Linked DNA regions of Zea mays: region 1 is linked to region 2. The links are chromatin contacts, called in public Hi-C maps. All regions are on one chromosome and are shown on one strand. The core of a region is the stretch at or near the end of the contact, and the rest is flanking DNA. Distances in the headings are between cores, read along the strand shown. Region 1 holds the start of LOC100280191. Region 2 holds the start of LOC100216939.

What was found. A called contact is a pair of places that touch in the nucleus more often than the background predicts.
Region 1: a contact with region 2 is called in a Hi-C map of bundle sheath, with 4 times the contacts expected there. The contact joins the promoter of LOC100280191 here to the promoter of LOC100216939 in region 2. A contact is called at or near these places in 7 of 25 Hi-C or Micro-C datasets (bundle sheath, ear, leaf and 2 more) and 2 of 3 datasets of contacts at active chromatin or transcription factors (leaf and seedling).

The regions. Positions count from the first base shown.
Region 1 is chr7:18,952,754-18,956,307 of Zm-B73-REFERENCE-NAM-5.0, reverse strand. LOC100280191 reads left to right here and starts at 1,448. Exons shown (of 2, transcript NM_001367922.1): 1 at 1,448-3,554. The coding sequence starts at 1,743.
Region 2 is chr7:18,737,491-18,740,913 of Zm-B73-REFERENCE-NAM-5.0, reverse strand. It overlaps LOC100216939, which reads left to right and starts at 1,956. Exons shown (of 3, transcript NM_001143322.1): 1 at 1,956-2,675. The coding sequence starts at 1,983.

The DNA.
Region 1 (3,554 bases), core at 199-2,698, 220 kb before region 2:
AGTTTTATCGAGGACGTGCTTGGACCGAAACAGGGGAGAGGGGAAAGAAACAGAGGACAAAGATTCACACGGCTCGGCGTCCAAAAAATTCACCATGTCTGAACCGCAAATTGCTAGGTGCACACAGAAAGGTAACGAGGGATGCCTGGCCTGATGCCTCACTGTAAAGTCAACAAGGAAGTCATATGCCTCATTTGCTATCGCACGCATCGTCTCCGTGCTTGTGCACATCCACACCTCTACGTAGTTACGGGTTTGGGTGACAATATTCAATGCCTTATTATGTCGCAATGAGAGATAAGAGTTGTTCTTATATCCCTTTTGAAGGTGAGCCATGTACTACCAATATATCTCAAAACATCATCTACATTTTGGTCCCTTCTTTTTTTCTGTGTCTATTCAGACTTGCTGAATTCACGGCGGTAACCATAGGAAAAGAAAAATAAAATAAAAGGGAGGATTAGATATTCATAGCAGAATCAAAAGCATAGCGCATGCCAAGACTTTGCCCCCGTCTGATCATTGGTTTATTGATCATCAAATTAAGATCTGTGCACGTATATAGTAATATACTAAGACACTACCAAGTATCAACACTCGCCTCCTAGCTCTAAGGCTCTCTCCAGCAACGTCTTCTAAATTCTATCTACTAAAGTAATATTCTCTGTCTTTTACAGAATCCTCTAAAAAATTTCGTTCTCTATATCTTCGCCAACTCCAGCAACATCCTCTAAATTCGGTACTCTATATCTAACAGAATTCATATACTCATTTTAATACTCATTTTTTGATATTAACACAATTTGAACTTATGTGCGTAATGGAAAAATGAAGTTATTTATTTCTAGAAATTTTATAAAAATGAATTAGGAACTAATTATAATAATTACATTTTGCAACCGACATTACTAATCGTTTTTTCATAACGCCGTCTACGTACATATCTATATATGTATTGGACATAAACTGATAATACTAATCTAATAATCCCAATTAGCAAAAGTGCTGCTACTATTAGATTTACACGCAAAAAAAGAATAGAATTAATTGGCCAGCAGAGGTAGCTGCAGACGGATGACCACATTGAAGAGCGGGCCCAGTGCTGAGCAGACGGATAGCGCGCGTAAGGACTCCTCTATGTTTAGTGTTCGCCGTACGTCCTCTATATTTTAGAGTTCCTTTTAGTGTTCCTTGTTGGACGGCGTAGAGAACGTTTCGTACTCTAAATTTAGAGTACAGAATCATTTAGCGTGTATTGCTGGAGGCAGTCTAATCCTCAACGCAATATGCTATCGGACATCGGTGTACAACAGTGGCGTTCACCTAGCCTCTCATGGTGGGGTATCCACTGCCCTTTCGCACACTCTCTCAGTACTACTGTAGTACTAGAATTTCAACCCATATGTTGAGCAAGAAGACCACCTTCGGGCTTTCCTCTCTCCTCTCGTCCACTTTCTTTCTCTCAGTCACAGAAACACATTCCCTCTCTCTCTCTCCCCGACGGAGTGCGAGTGGGAGCGAGCGGCGGCGGCAGCAGCAGCAGCCACGGCCCCTGTCGCCGTGTGGTGTGCGGGGGCCCCCCTCTCTCCGCTCCTCCCCTACCATACCAGGCTACCACCCAAAACCACACAGAAAAGCAGGCGCACGAACACGCACACGCCAGGCCTGGGCACCACCACCACCACTGCCTTCCCTTGCCCCCGGCTCGCCCCAGGGCCCAGGCCAAGAATCCCCACCCCCAAATGCCTTCCTCCACCCCTTGCTACCGCCGCAGCTTCCTCTTCTTGGCCCTCCTCTCGGCGTGCTCCTCGGCGCCGGGGACGGTGGACGGCGCCGGGACAGCCGGCGGCGGCGGGGATGCCGCGGCAATGCAGGCGCTGCGGCGGGACCTGGCGCCGCCGGGCTGGGGCCCGGGCGCGGACCACTGCGCGTGGCGCGGCGTCACCTGCGCCGGCGGCGGCGGCGCGGTGACCGCGATCGACCTGCCGCGCCGTGGGCTCCGGGGGGACTTCGCCGCCGCCGCCGAGCTCCGCGAGCTGGCACGCCTCGACCTCTCCGCCAACTCGCTCAGCGGCGGAGTCCCGCAGGCGCTCGGCGCGCTCACCCGCCTCGAGTTCCTCGACCTCTCGATGAACGCGCTCGCCGGCGCCGTGCCGCCCGCGCTAGGCGGCGCGTCGAGGCTCCGGTTCCTGAACCTCTCCAACAACGCGCTGTCCGGCGCCATCCCCGACGAGCTCAGGGGCCTCAAGGGGCTCCAGGAGCTGCAGATATCGGGCAACAACCTGACCGGCGCCCTCCCCGGCTGGCTCGCGGGGCTGCCGGGCCTCCGCGTGCTGTCCGCCTACGAGAACGCGCTGTCCGGCCCGATCCCGCCGGGGCTCGGGCTCTCGTCGGAGCTCCAGGTGCTCAACCTCCACTCCAACTCGCTCGAAGGGAGCATCCCCAGCAGCCTCTTCGAGCGCGGCAACCTGCAGGTCCTCATCCTCACCCTGAACCGCCTCAACGGCACCATCCCGGACACCATCGGCCGGTGCCGCGGCCTCTCCAACGTGCGCATCGGTGACAACCTCCTCTCCGGCGCCATCCCGGCGTCCGTCGGGGACGCCGCCAGCCTCACCTACTTCGAGGCCAGCACGAACGACCTGTCCGGCGGGATCCCCGCGCAGCTCGCGCAGTGCGCCAACTTGACGCTGCTCAACCTGGCGTACAACCGCCTCGCCGGCGAGGTGCCGGATGTTCTCGGCGAGCTCAGGAGCCTGCAGGAGCTCATCGTTTCCGGCAATGGCCTCGGCGGAGAGTTCCCGAGATCGATCCTGCGGTGCCGGAACCTCAGCAAGCTGGACCTGAGCTACAACGCTTTCCGTGGCGACTTGCCGGAGAACATCTGCAACGGGTCACGGCTGCAGTTCCTTGTGCTCGACCACAACGAGTTCTCCGGAGGCATCCCAGCAGGGATTGGGGGCTGTACCCGGCTGCTCGAGCTGCAGCTCGGTAGCAACAACCTCAGCGGCGAAATCCCAGCCGAGATAGGCAAGGTGAAGAGCCTGCAGATCGCGCTGAACCTTAGCTCCAACCACTTCACCGGGCCGCTGCCCCGCGAGCTCGGGCGGCTCGATAAGCTCGTCGTGTTGGACTTGTCGCGCAACGAGATATCCGGCCAGATCCCAGGCGACATGAGAGGGATGCTTAGCTTGATCGAGGTCAATCTGTCGAACAACCGGCTCGCGGGCGCCATACCGGTGTTCGGACCGTTCCAGAAGAGCGCGGCCTCCAGCTTCTCCGGCAATGCCGAGCTGTGCGGCGACCCGCTGACCGTAGACTGTGGATCATCAATCTATGGCTCCAGCTATGGAACGGAGACGGACCACAGGGGAATATCTTACAGGGTGGCCTTGGCAGTCGTTGGTTCCTGCGTGCTCATCTTCTCGCTGGTGTCGTTGCTGGTGGCGTTGTTCATGTGGCGCGAGAGGCAGGAGAAGGAGGAGGAGGAGGCGAAGAAGAAGGCGGCGGAGGTGGCGGTGGCGGCAGCAGCCCCACAGGTGGTGGCCTCGGCC
Region 2 (3,423 bases), core at 707-3,206:
AAAATACTTAGAAATGGCCCAAGGGCACATTTCCCTTTCACTACACCCGGCGGGTGCGCTCGCGCGCACCCACCGGAACAAAATACAACCGAGAAGGGTCGGTCCCCTTGCAAAATCCGGCAGAACCTCCAAGCGAGTGCCCGCACTCCCTTTGGGGCTCGGGGGCTATTGTCGGGTACCGTAACTAGGGGTACCTCCAACGCTCCTTAATCCGGCTGGAAAACATCTTCAGAACAAACCATACACAGCTGATAAAGCGCGGTTCAAGTCAAGGCCACGTCTGCCGAGGGACGCGACCTCATCCGAGCCTAGCCTTGGGCGGGAACAGTAGTCTCGGACGGATTCACGCCTCGCCGAGGGTCCCCTCAGTCAGCAGACGCACCCTCGGCTCGCCCGAAGCCTAGCGTGGGCAGACTTTGTCGTGCAGCGACCTTGGCCAAATTGCCTTACCAACCGACTGTATCGCATGCGCATTTAATGCGGGGATCGCTTGACACCTTATCCTGACACGCGTGCCTCAGTCGGCAAGATCGAAGTGACCGCAGTCACTTCGCCCCCTTTACTGTCCGATCTGACAGGAAAACAGCGTTGTTCGCCCCGCTCCGGCTACTGTGCCAACCACCAGGATAAAACTGAGTCACGATCTCCCACGAGTTTGGCCTCGGGCGCAACAGGGAGCTCCGCCTCGCCTGACCTCAGTCCTCGGCCTCAGCCTCGGCCTCAGAAGAAGATCTCCACCTCGCCCGACCTGGGCCTCGGACCGACTACGCCACAGGGGATACATCATTACCCTACTCCTAGCTAGCTGCCTCAGGCTACGAAGGAACAAGACCGGTGTCCCATCTAAGGTCACTCCGGTAACAGGTAATGATGGTCCCCCGCGTGCGCCCATGACGTCGGTTGCTCTCAAACCCCCCTACGGAAGCAAGACAACGTCAGCAGGATCCATGCCGCGCCGACAGCTATGCTTCTACAGGGCTCAAGGTACTTCTCCGCCAGCCACGATAGCACATAGCTACACCCCCTTGTACAGCTGGACATCTCCTTGTATCTATAAAGGGGGATGTCCAGGGCCTTCCTAAGGCACGTCCTGGACAGACGTTGCAACACTGACAACGTTGGACGACACCCTCTCGCTCTCGCCCTCGCTGTCTCGCGACGCTTGTAACCCCTACTACGAGCACCCCGATGCGAGATAATATAAGCCATATTTCCCTCTTGTGTTCCATCTTGCATCATCCTATCTGGGCAGGGACACGCAGCAACAAATTTATTGGTCGGTTGACGGTCCTCGCGGGTTCGAAACGCCGAGATATATATATATAATATATTTATTTAATATTTGACAAGACCGCATGTTTCCAAACGTAATATATATGGTTATATTTAATATAATTATATTTGATATATATATATAATAATAATAATAATAATATGGTGCCAAACATAGGATAGAGTCTTCACACTAGAACCAAACAGAAAAACAGGGTGGCTCTGTTCTGATTGCCAAACACAGAATCGAGTCATTCCATATTCAGAATCTGGAATAGAGTCATTCCGTCCAAATAGGCTCTGGAACCAAACACTACTGTGCTGGTAAATGTTCGAATGATGCTTCTGTCCACATATTTTCCAGTTATCCTATTTGCTATTTTGAAATTTCTTTAACCATGCAGTTTATCAGCCACGGCCCACGGGCCCAACCTGACCGACATGGGCCGAGCTGGAGAGGGTGGGCGGCGGCGCCCGAACAGGTCAGATCAATAGTGCAGTTTTTCAGCAACGGAAAGAATCAGCCCGCCGGTTGCCAACAAGTCCCCCTGGGCTGTGGGTCTCTGACAAATGACAATCCTTTCCCCATCACTCTTGCAGCGTCCGCGTGTCAAATTCCTATTGGAGCCGGATCCTCAAGTTCCCAGCCCACTACGAAATTGTACCCATCCCCAACCAGATCCCCCGCTTCTCCCGCAACCGCGTCGGCGATGGCATCCGCGGCGGCGGCGACCGGCGACGGCGAGAAGGCGCACGCGCACCTAGGGCAGCCTCTCCTCGTGCCGCCGCAGCCCCCTCAACAACCCTACTACGCCTACCCGGCCGCCTCCTACGTGCAGCCCGCCCCACCGCCGCCGCCGGCCCCGACGCTCGTCTTCGTGCCGTCCCCCTGCTCCCCGATGCTCGTGCGCCTCCGCCGCCTGCGCCCGCGCCGCGCGTCCTGCCTCCGCCGATTCTGCGCGCGCGCGCTCCCGCTCCTCCTCTTCCTCGCGCTCCTCGCGGGGCTCGCCTTCCTCCTCTACCCGTCCGCCCCGGCCGCCCGCGTCGCCGACCTCCGTGTCGACAGCTTCCGCGCGCAGCCGCCCGTCCTCGGCCTCGGCCTCGCGCTGCGGCTCCGCGTCAGCAACCCCGGCTTCGTCCTCCCGCTCCGCTACCGCGCGGTCTCCGCCGCCGTCTCCTACCGCGGACACCTGCTCGGGGCCGCCAAAGCGTGGCCCGGGTCCGGCGAGCTTGCGGCCAGGAATGAGGTCTATGCGGATGCTGAGGTGTGGGTGGACGCCGGGAAGGTGCTGGATGACGTGATCGAGCTCATCGGGGACGTGGCCGCGGGGTCAGTGCCGCTTGAGATCGTATCTGAGGTAGTCGGCTCGATCAAGGTGTTCCGTTTCCACATTCCTGTGAAGGTAATTGGGTATTCTCGTCTTCTCGCGGTAGATTGTTACGGACTTTGTTATCCTCCCGTTACCAATAGTTTGGAATTGGGCTAGAGATTTCTAACACTTAAGGACATGAAATGCTATAACTTCAACATTTTTAGCTGTTGGATCTGTTTATAAGTATTAATTTGTAAGATCTAAGGATTTGAGTTAAGTTATCAGGGGCCAGATTCAACTCTTCTGGGCTTAGCTTATGCACGCTTTTCATTGTTTGAATGGTCTGGATTGCTGAACGGGATTTGCAATTTTGAATGTTTATAAGGACGTCTCTTTGTTCACCTAAGATGTTAATAGTGATATTGTTTCATTTTTAATGGTTCCTAGTTTTCGTGAATGATGATATTAGTTGTGAACTTGTGATTGAATCTCGATTGAAAAGAATTGTCAAAATTAGTGGTATGGATGCTTCATTCATAAGTGCATGACAGTGATAGCTCGGGTATGGAATGGACAGCTGGAAAATAGTTTTTTTATTCCATAGAACATGTTCCTAGCATTTATATGGACAGGACTATCATACATGGTGGTAGGCGAATATGGAATATGGTTCACCATCATATCTCTTGGTGTCATAGTTCTTTGGCTTGGCATTTCCATGTTAATAAAGGGGATTTATCAACCTTCTTCAATTTTTATCTGTGAGAAGAATCTAATTATTATATGGCCCTTAGTAACCAGGTTCCCGGATCGATGGGATCGAGGAACGGGAACGTGG